Regions from separate parts of the Bombyx mori genome. Here region 2 is linked to region 1. The links are chromatin contacts, called in public Hi-C maps. All regions are on one chromosome and are shown on one strand. Each heading gives the region's core, a stretch centred on a gene start, on an enhancer-like site or on the middle of the called end of the contact. The rest is flanking DNA. Distances are from core to core; before and after follow the strand shown. Region 1 overlaps LOC110384750 (WD repeat-containing protein 7). Region 2 overlaps LOC101735982 (transcription factor CP2-like protein 1).

Region 1 (5,749 bases), core at 1,577-4,076:
CACAAGTACACTAATTATGTTTCCAGGGGATTTCTCAGTTTTATGCTCGATCCAAGCACCGTCAGGCGAGCGTTGGATGTCAGGGGATTTCCTGGCCCCGGACAGAGTCCTCGTCTGGTCAACCGAAGGCAAGGGATATCTTTATAAGCTACCCGCCAAGTAAGTGTGAAAAACTTGTCAACCTACCCTCAAAACTAATCCCGTTAGAAAAGAAAGTTATTTAAAAAGAAAGATACATCTTTGTCATTTATTTGGATTAATAAAAAGATAACATTAATGAGTAATTAATAAGATAAGTGAATTGATTAAAGCATGTCTACTAAAATATGTAACTGACTGATAGAGACTGTAATTAGAAAAATGAATTAATACAAGCTTCCGAGCCAATAATAAATTTTATATGCTAATATAATCACAGTACGAAAGCTAAACGTGTAATCATTAAAAGGTAACATTAAAACGTGGCATGAAGAATCATTTAAAATCATTAGTTTATCATCGGAGCACAATGACGCCTCTGTATGTGTTTTTTTTTTAATTTTTTTTTAATATAAATAAAATTTCCACAGACTAAACATACATTCGTTCGTGTTTGGAAACATAGATTTTACATTTTAAAGTTAAAAAAAAAGACTCAATAAAAACCTAATGGTTTCAAATTTTATTTTGATTTAGTAACAATGAATAATTGAAAAGAAAATAAAAAATATATTTGAATTTTTACTACAGGGTTTCACAGCCAAATAGAAAAAAAAAAAACAGAAGCCCTGACATAAATCAAATAAACTTCTAAATAAGTTGATTGTTTGTAATCTTGTAACACCATAAGCATACATAACATTAACCGATGCAAAGCAAATCCCGACAGGGGCTCAACTATCACTGAAACCCGCCCTTAACTGGCAATACTGAAACATTAACACCTTCATTATTTTTTTGTTATAGCAAACTGCGTGGAAAAGCTATCAATAGGTCAGCATAATTATGATTATAAACCGTTCATTATCGAATTGCTTTTAAACCATTCGAAAATAACACAATGTGAATTCTGGTTGGTTTATATTTGAAAAATCTAATATTGTTTTTTTTTTAATTTTGTCTACATATCGAAATATTGCTAGTGAGTTTTACATTATGGTCAAGGTATTTTAGGCATATCACTTATTACATTGTTAAGAGAAGATAGTGCCAAATTCCCTATACGTTTTGTAAGAAGCCGGTGCGATTACGGTGCATTGATACTAGATGGCGTTATTTAATTTTTTAAACTAATTGCGGCTTACATTATCTGTGTCGAGTGTCGAGAAAAATTCATAGGAAAGATTATGATGTTTAATTTGAAATCAAATAAAGTCAGCACTGAAACCTTTTTTTTATTGCTTAGATTGGTGGACGAGCTCACAGCCCACCTGGTGTTAAGTGGTTACTGGAGCCCATAGACATCACGCAAATGCGCCACCCACCTTGAGATATAAGTTCTAAGGTCTCAAGTATAGTTACAACGGCTGCCCCACCCTTCAAACCGAAACGCATTACTGGTTCACGGCAGAAATAGGCAAGTTGGTGGTACCCACCCGCGTGAACTAACAAGATGTCCTACCACCCTATACATAGTGTTAGAAGTAAGAAGCACCGTCTTAGTGTATTGAAAAGTGTCCGCCGAAAAGGAGCTAAATAAGGTGGCGCCACTGTAGCAAGTGGAAGACTTTTAAAAACAGCGCTACAAACTACCACACCTCATTTCGATCCAGCACACTTCACTCTGTTTAAATAGAATATCCAATTCTTACACTAACGCTTTTTCGATGAGTCTTGCAACACTTTTTCAATTTGAATCTTATAAAAATGACGCTCTTTACCTCTACCCTCCAGCCCGGTCATAGTTCTCGTCGAACCCGTCACTTGCGACGAAGGGCTCGACGAGTAAATTAACCCTCAGACACAGCCCACTGAGTTTCTTGCCGGATCTTCTCAGCGGGTCGCGTTTCCGATCCGGTGGTAGATTCTGCGAAGCACGGCCCTTGCTAGGGTGCTAGCAACGTCGTCAGGCTTGAACCCCGTGAGCTCACCTACTAGTTAAGGTTACGCTGAAATAGCCTCTCAAGGTTCTCAGCTTAGGTAGGAAAAAAATCTACCTCCATAAAACTACTGAACAGCTTCGATATGGTCGTCTATTCTGTGCCAGTGTTTTTTTTTGTTAAAGTTTTAGGCACTGCATTTTGGTTTACTGTGACCATAAATACATACTTTTCTTCGAAGCCAGCATACAATTTTAAGCTTACGTTTTTTCACGAAGACACGTAGGCTTATGGGGTGACTTGAATCCATAGATATAACAAACGCTGTCGCATACCGGCAAAGTTCTATTAACATTAACATCCATTGTTTTATACATATAAATAATTCAGATACTTTATTTTTATTTTTATTATCATCGCGATAGTTACGCCGCGTCTTCTCTTGACTGTATACTACCTTCAACTGCTTGGATCGATTCAAGAAGTTTCACAGTAAAAATCGATGTTTAAACGCAATTCGATACGGAAAGGGTCTTACAGTTTTTGTAGGTGAATTGTGTTGATTTAAATAAAAGTATTAAGTTCTGTAAAATCATGGAAGAGGCTCATTAAGGCTCACATAGTGTAAAAGTTCCTAAACGTCACAAAGGGAAAGCCTCCAATTTTATTATACCATTGTTGTTCCACACTTCAAACGGGCACGGGGATCGCTTTGCAGCCTAATTAGGCAGAATGGTGGAGTATACCAGTGCACGCCTTGTCGTCTTTAAAATAAAAGCATACGCACATATTTCTTTATGTTGGTACCTACCCGATGAACAATAACTGTCAGATCCTTTTCCTACAACGGATTAGGAATTTATTTTGCCTACACTTATTAAGTGTGCTTTGTAAGTTTCAAATTTTATTTTTAGTTCACGATTCACAAGTGAATAGATCTGTTACAGAATAACTTTGGTTGATGATGTATTTAGTGTCTTGTTCGGTTTTCGCGATTTTTAGACGCCATTAGGATTACTGTTTCGGTTTAGTTTCGCGTGTTTTTTTTTAATGTCTATATATTGTTTTTGACGTTTCGGATACTTCCGAGAAATTGCATTTTAACGAAGACGCATTGTATTGTAGAGTCATCTCATTTTAGCCAATGTAACACGAGCAGGAAGGGTGATAGTCCATATCGAGGACTGATAGGATATTTAGTTTAAGTGACATTTTTGCAAATTTACAGGAGACCCATTTAAAGTTTATACATAATTTAAAAAAAATTATCATATCCAAAAAAACATCTTCAGCTATTTGAATGTACTAAACTTAATTGAAGTTCTATTGATAATATCGAACTGTTGATCATCATCATCATCATAATTTCCTACTACCCTCCGCTGGGGTGAAGGGCTCGAATCAAATCCTTCCATTTACATCGGTCTTGGGCAGTCTGTTCCAGCTCTTGCTACGTCATGCCCAAGACGGTTCGAAGGGTGGGGTAGCCGTTGTAACTATACTTGAGACCTTAGAACTTATATCTCAAGGTGGGTGGCGCATTTACGTCGTAGATGTCTATGGGTTCCAGTAACCACTTAAAACCAGGTAGACTGTGAGCTCGTCCACCAATCAAAGCGATAAAAAAAAAGTCACCTAGCTCCTGCTCCACCGAGCGACGCTAAGTTTTTTTTTTATTGCCCTTGTAGGCAGACGAGCATACGGCCCACCTGATGGTGAGTGGTTACCGTCGCCCATGGACTTCAGCAATGCCAGGGGCAGAGCCAAGCCGCTGCCTACAAATGCCTATACGTTGTTCTGGGGCGGTCTCTCTTCCTTCTTCTTTCTTCCTCTGTTGATGCTAATACCAAAATAAAACGCACCTTTAAGTTATAAAGAGAAATGTCGCTTAAAGGAAATAGCCTTTTAGTCCTCAATATTATTAGTAATAGGTGCCATCACCCTTGCATCATGATAACGTAATTATTAGTATTATACTTCAGTCAGCGGACGATCGGGTTGTTGTTCGTCGACATTTGAATATTTTGCTAACTACCCTCTTAATAGTGAAATTAAAATAACAAACGCGCGAGATTAAACCGTAAAAGTAGCTTTAATTGTCGAGAGGATAGTCTCATTTTGATGTCGCAAATAGTCCCATTCGAGTAGTGACGAGAGTGAGAGAGTTTGTTGGTATCAAAGATTGTGCCGGATTTTTAGGGGGATTTTTAAAAATGGCAACATTAATAATCAGCTGATGCTCTAGGTCAGGAATGGCGGACCTTCAAAGATAAACGTGTAATTTTTTTCGTCTAAAAAACAAACAAGGGATAACTTTTGAGAAAATTATGAAATTAAATAATAAAAAAAAAAGATTCATTTTGCACGCATATGACATAGATACGTTGCGGTTGTACGTGTGATTTCAGACGTAATACGAGTATTAGTGATGTCAAATTCTTTGTATTAGGGTTGGCAGATTTTTTGTAGCGGAAGAAATTTTGTTAATTTTATTCGTTTGAATAAAACGACTCGCAGGTAGTCATGAAGTCATTGTGGCCCAAATTTAAAGGCGGGCTCGTGGTCATTCGCAAATTATTAGGGTTGTGTCGGTACGAGCAGTGCCATCTGTTATCAAATATCGAAAGTGGATATCGAAATATTGCTTATAATAGATCCCGAAAAGTTACAAAGTTACAAAAATGTGGTATAAGTGTTCGATTAGTGATTTTTACTTTCAATTTTAACACTAAACCACAAAAAGACAAAACTAAATACACTATCGATAACGCTTATCGAAAACAATAATGCGCATCACTATGCCTGTCTATAAAGCTCGTGAGTGGAACAGAGAGAGAAATATTCGCTTCACCGCTCCGATTATTTATGACCCAAACAGCACGGACAAAATAATTCTAATAAAGTACTTTTGGAAACATTCTGGAAAATTCTGAATATGTCGTGTCGACTGTAACAGCGTACGGATCATCTGAAGCGGAAAAAATGAATTGCGATCATTGAAATCAGCCTTTAATGTAGTAATAATTAAATTGAGTTTTACTTTGGATTTCGGCGAGGTTATCCATCCCGAGCCCTGGCGTATGACGACAGTGAACTTGGCTACTTTGAATTAAATTTAAAATAGTTTCGATCGACTGCGTGTGATTGGTCCGCCATTTTTGCTCTAGGTTTTCCTCGTTTGCTTATGAAAGAACTCGAGCGCCCTTTACCGGAATTACTCGTTGTCTCTGCCTTCAACAATGCGACAAGTCCTTTTGCTCTATTCGATTAATAGATTGATTGCCATTTCATTAGCGTAGAAATAGCGTAACATACTCTTTTTTCTCGTCCAATTAACTGTACAAAATATATTTGAATTATGACGTAGTAGTATACGGTAGTGTTGTTGCTTCAATGTAATTAAAAAAAATAGAAAAACTGCCCAAAAAAAAAGAAAAAAAAAAACATTAGAATTTAGATTTTAGATAATGTTTAATTTACGTTGCGATTTGCACTTCCATGATACTTCATATTTATGATATTCGTTATTTTTCCTATTCCTAATTTCTTAAATGTTTCGTGTGACGTATGACCTTTGTCTTTTGCAGGCTCTTTGGGTTGTTGTCGTAAATATGATTAGCGCGCTATCGACTTGGTATTGATCGGCTGGGGAGAGACTTTTTACGACATTAATATCGTCAGCCTCACTGACTGGTGGTCATATTTACTGGTGGTAGGACCTCTTGTGAGTC
Region 2 (5,749 bases), core at 919-3,418, 62 kb before region 1:
ATCTTCATTTCATTTAATTTCACTCTATGCTATCATTTTGCATAAAAATAAGAATATAAATTAAAATAAGACTAATGACTTAAAGTTCTTAGTTACCAGGTCATAAATTCCAAAAAAAAATTGCTTAAATAGCACCTGGTGTACAAACTCGTCACTGGTCAATATTATTAAACATGGAGAAAGAAAATGGATTGATAAATGATAGCGTGTGAAATTCTAACAGTGCTGGTGAGATGAAGGTGAGCAGCCCAACCTGCCACTCCCCAGGAGCTATCCTGCCTGATCTACCACAGCCTGCTGAGGAACCAGACAAGGTATTTTGTAATACTAATTCAGGAATGACTGGTGGTAGGACCTCTTGTGAGTCCGCACGGGTAGGTACCACCGCCCGCCTATTTCTGCCGTGAAGCAATAGTGCGTTTCGGTTCGAAGGGTGGGGCAGCCGTTGTAACTATACTGAGACCTTAGAGCTTATATCTCAAGGTGGGTGGCGCATTTACATTGTAGATGTCTATGGGCTCCAGTAACCACTTAACACTAGGTGGGCTGTGAGCTCGTCCACCCATCTAATCAATAAATAAAAAATAAAAAAACCATAACGGGACTGTCACAGAGCTTCATGCAACTTTTGGTTACTATTATATTTTTTTTAAATCGCCGTCATTAGTAAAAAAAAAGGCTTGGATGGAGTGTGTGAATGATGATACGACAGAGAGAGAGGAGTGAGTGTTGAGATGACGGCTGATAGAAGAGAATGGAAGAGAAAAATTAGCTGTGTCGACCCCACCTAGTGGGATAAGGTGGAGAAAAAGAAGAAGAAGAAACCGTCATCAGTAAATTACTGATTAGATGAAAGCTATTGTCTTTGTCAGACAAATATCTAGGTTCTTTTCTTTGCAGAACTTTGGATTATCAAAAGATGCCACCTCCGCCGAGACTCAGGTGTGGTTGTCCCGACAACGGTTCATGCAACACGCCGCCACGTTCGCGAACTTTTCCGGGGCTGATCTGCTGAGGTGAATCAATGTTCTTGATTGTAAATACTAACTGATATGATATAAAAAAGAAATGGTGCGTTTGGAACTTGGTGCACTTGAAAGAAGTGACAGATAGGCAGCGGCTTGGCTCTGCCTCTGTCATTGCTGATGTCCATAAGAAAACAACCTCTTCGCCATTTATATAATATATTTTTAAATTATATATAGAAAAATAAATATATACATTTTTTATATCGTTCATTAAAAATAAAATATTAAATCAAACATAAGAATCTTCTAACTGTCTAAGAATCTTTCAGTAATTATAATATAATTAAAATTATGAAGTCATAAAAATTTTAATACCTTTTAATTAATTTGGTATCAAGTCGAGGCAAAGCATTAGTTTACTTTCCCGGGATAAAACGTAACTGTCACTCTCCTGACTGAATATTATCACTTTAAAACAATCATGTCTGTCCCTTACGACGTGAAATAAATACAAACAAACAAATTATATAGATAGTAAATATATGTCACAATATTTTTCTTTGCAATCTGTAAATAAACACTACTTTCATTCTCAGACTATCCCGTGATGACATTATCCAGATCGTCGGACTGGCTGATGGCATACGTCTGTTCAACGCACTTCACGCCAAGTAAGTATGAACTATACATGTATTTTATATACCTACTAACTTTAACTTAAGGGAGCTATTATAACATGACGAGCTGTATAGGCAAGTTGATGGGCCTGAGACATTTTGCTAGCATCTGTCTCACACTCACACAAGAGAGTGCTTTGATGCATCTACATACTGTTCGAAATCACCACCCACTAAGAAGATGAAGGGTTGTCCCTATGGGTTATAAATATCACATAAATTCCTATATCATAAATACAAAGACACCCACTATGAAGATCTGGTGTTATATCGTGAAACTTCCAATGTCATAAATACGAATACTCCAAGTGTGAGATTTTTAATTATTAATTAAAAGAATTGATTAGACGTTGAACATGAACAAAAATATATCATCAAAACTTGTTGTTAGTAAAGGTGTACTCTTCATTCATTCATTCATGTCTAATTAGTTAAGTAGAGTTACTGTATTCTCCACAACACTATATATCCGCAGACGCATCTCGCCGCGCCTCACCCTGTACGTGTGCCCGCCCTCCTCCGACGTGCACTGCGCGCTCTACCTGCACGCGTGTCGCGCGCACGAGCTGGTGCACAAGCTGAACGCGCTGCAGGGAGCCGGCAGCAAGGTAATGTCGACATTTAAACGGTAGGCAGTGGCTTGGCTCTGCCCCTGGCATTGCTGAAGTCCATGGGCGGCGGTAACCACTCACCATCAGGTGGGCCGTATGCTCGTCTGCCCACAAGGGCAATAAAAAAAAATACACTGCGCGCTCTAGCTGCACACGAGCCAAAATTAAAAACACGTCTCTAAGCCATTAACTAACGAACAAAGTCCAGTAATTATGCCCTAAACACGTAATTGCGGATCCTCCTGATCCACTAACGGTGCTTTTAGGTACCCCAAGTACCGGTTACCGTCCTCGCTGAACCCGTTGCTTGCAACGAAGGGCTCGACAAGTAAACTAACCCATAGACACAGCCCACTGGTTTCTCGCCGGATCTTGTCAGTGGGTCGCGTTTCTGATCCAATGGTAGATACTGTGAAAAACTGCTCTTGCTAGGGTCAGTATTAGCAACACTCCCAGTTTGACCGCTCAGGTTACTAGAATAAGATAAGAAAAAAAACGTAACGATTGATTTATTTTATTTGCAGGATTGCGAAACCGTATTGGTGTCCGGTCCGAACGGCGCTCGCGTCCGCCTCACCGACGAGCTGGTGCGACATCTGCCAGACAACTCGACTTATCGCCTCAAGAGACTCGAAGACTGCAATGCTCTGCTCCTAAGCGCCACCACCGGCAACTGACAAACCAAGATGAACTGTCTGTGTTTGGGAGTGGACCATACAACATTATTCAATTGTCATCGGTTCACGATTCGTCTGCAATCCTGATCATCATCAGTGTGTAATGCGTAAGAACACGATAAAAAACAAACGTGTGGCACTCGGGAACTGCCGCGGTAAAGCTATTGCATAGCATTTTTTATCAACTTATGCAATTATAATTAGACAATGATAATTTAATATTAAAACAATAATAAAACAAACCACGCTATATTAAACATTAATAAAACCAAAATCTAGACTGTCCCCTTCACACTCATAAGCTAGATCGCGCGAGAGAGAGATGGGCAGACTTTCATGATGCGCATGTAGTGTGACGTCACGCCACGCGCTTATTCACAAACACTACACAAGCGCAACGTGTGAATGTGTTGAACGTGAGCTACATGGTAGGCGGAGTGAGGGGTGTAAGGTTTTTTTCGTTACGGATTTTCATGATTCGGTCGCCGCGCTCAAGGCCCGCGATAAAAGCTATGCAATAGCTTAAAAAAAAGAAAGGATTGTGTGGTTTTATGAAAGCACGGTAAAAGTGAAACTTTTTTTCACATTATAGACATATAACTGACAAACAACATTTACATTAAACACTGACAAAAACAAAAACAAAATAGCGTGGAGCACTGGTACAAATGAGTTATAGTCTATACACTACACGGTCAGCTGCTGCGAACTATAGGCGCCGCCATATTGGCCTTGGCTGCTCTGACGAGCGCCTTTCACTGTATCCCTACTCCGCGGCTGACCGTCACGCGACATGCAACACACAGACGAAAAAATTTGAGACGATGTAATAAAAGTTTCACTTTAATAACTGTGTTAAGTAATTAAGACGCCGGTACTTTTAATATCATTAATAATGGCTGAAGACTACCATTCTGCGTCTTATCTTCCACTCTCAGCTTACGGTTTGATGGCAGGAAAGCCTGTTTTATAAAACAATTATGATTTCGATTAAGAGGGATGTGTGGCAGCTTATAGTGTCTACAGACAGACCTATGAGAACACGTGGTTGGACCTGATTTGGACTGCACGTCTATCAGATTCGACAATCAAGTCTGCGTACACATTGTGTAAGCCATTGATGATACAAGTTCTAAGCAATTAAGTTTATTATCTTGGGACTTTACAAACGATTTGTTCTAGTTGGAACATTTTAATGAGTGTGTGATGATGGATAGTGAACATTTAAAGTGGGACGGGTTGTCTACAGTTAGAATGATCACTAAAAAGGGGCCAGTACATATACAATTGTGTCTTATATTTCACACTAATTCTTCACCACATATTTTTACTAAAAAAATTATGTTATACTCTTATATATTTGTGCAGCTGAGAATATTTTAATTAGTTTTGTGTTTAGAATTTGAAGGTATTATTGTATGTTGATTATAATCCATACATGAGTCGTCTATTATCAAAGGTGGCAATCTGTGCATTTGGACAAAAAAAAATTATTGATATGTCAATACAGATTGATTTGAATATAATCATCTCCTTCAAAGAATACGGTTCAAAACCTGCATTAAATAAAGGTTAATACTTAACCTGTTATTTATCTAAGATGTCGTTCAGAAGAGTTTTGTGACTGCCAATGGAATACAAAGTCAATAATTCGTTTTTCTGATTTACCAATCATTGTCCAAAAGTCAGATTGCCGGCTTTGATAATAGTCGACTCACATGTTTGATGTTTTATAACAAAAATATTCTCATCTGCGTAAAGTTTAGTTTTAAGATTTAATATTGTGCAATTTATTATTATTATTATTATTAGGTTATAAAAATGCGTTGTCATACAATCTGTTTTTAAGGCAGACCATAAAACTATTCGTTATTTAGAGAAATAATTATTATTTGTTAAGCGTCTGAACCTTTATCGGACGTAGGTGAAAGCCATGGTATATCATATAATTTATAAGTTCTTATAAAGATTTAAATGTAAAATAAGTCTTAGTAAATTAAGCATCATAGAAATTTTTATTTTTTTTATAGAGAATGAGAAGAAGTCTTTGTAAAGACATTAAATATAGATCTATAGTCGGATTTTTAATTAGACGAAGCCAGGTGACAGTAGCTAATGTCACTTTGTGAAATAATGTTGCTATATTTAAAGTAATAGTGATGCGTTCAGTTCTCGTTCAATCACATGAATGAACAATGAGTGTGAAGAGTTAATCATTAATTTCAAAGTATAAAAGAATATTATTTATATTTTACAATAAAATTGTATTAAAGTGCTCCAATATATGTTACTAGTAGTATGTAACTACAATCAGTTTTTTTATTTTCATTACCTACCTATAATTGTTATATTTTATACGTCTATAATTTCAACTATATGATGTATTAGAAATAGGACAGTCTTACAAGCTTCCTCGCAATGTTTTTCTTAATGTTTAAAACACTCGGTATTCAGTACAGGTAGATACTATAGGAACATAATATTTCGTCGAAAACTCGTTGGTATGTACAAAGCACGCCTAAAATTCGAACCCCGTACTCGATATCGGCAATTCGACACACCAACTATTCACTAGACAATCGAGGCAATTTCATTAATTCAGGAGTTTTTTCAATCGTTCACTTTGTCACAACACTATTTTATTTCATCAAAAACTGACAACACAGTAAACGTCAGTTGACTTCGTCTAATAAAAAATCCGACTATATCTTATATTATTTTGTAATTTCTCTACATATTGAGATACTTGTTGCTTCCTTGAACAACGTAAAATTTGTGAGGACAAAAATATATATTCAATAAAACTCACAAATTGA

The links. Hi-C and Micro-C count contacts between places; a contact is called where the count stands out from the background.
Region 2: a contact with region 1 is called in a Hi-C map of posterior silk gland, with 1.8 times the contacts expected there. The contact joins two enhancer-like sites. A contact is called at or near these places in 3 of 7 Hi-C or Micro-C datasets (midgut, posterior silk gland and whole pupa).

Annotation. Positions count from the first base shown.
Region 1 is chr2:5,973,243-5,978,991 of ASM3026992v2, reverse strand. LOC110384750 (WD repeat-containing protein 7) reads left to right here. Exons shown (of 35, transcript XM_038017619.2): 7 at 27-159; 8 at 946-972. The region is part of intron 3 of LOC134200481 (a long non-coding RNA gene); the gene reads right to left. Among protein-coding and RNA genes, the nearest start is that of LOC110384750, 9.7 kb to the left of the region's middle. Within about 2 kb of position 2,826, at least 1 of the 8 cell types and tissues checked has open chromatin away from gene starts, as enhancers often do.
Region 2 is chr2:6,035,025-6,040,773 of ASM3026992v2, reverse strand. It overlaps LOC101735982 (transcription factor CP2-like protein 1), which reads left to right. Exons shown (of 19, transcript XM_062672825.1): 15 at 224-314; 16 at 901-1,016; 17 at 1,565-1,639; 18 at 2,121-2,253; 19 at 2,781-5,749. The coding sequence ends at 2,933. All of the region lies in intron 3 of LOC134200481 (a long non-coding RNA gene), which reads right to left. Among protein-coding and RNA genes, the nearest start is that of LOC119629367, 6.0 kb to the left of the region's middle. Within about 2 kb of position 2,168, at least 5 of the 8 cell types and tissues checked have open chromatin away from gene starts, as enhancers often do.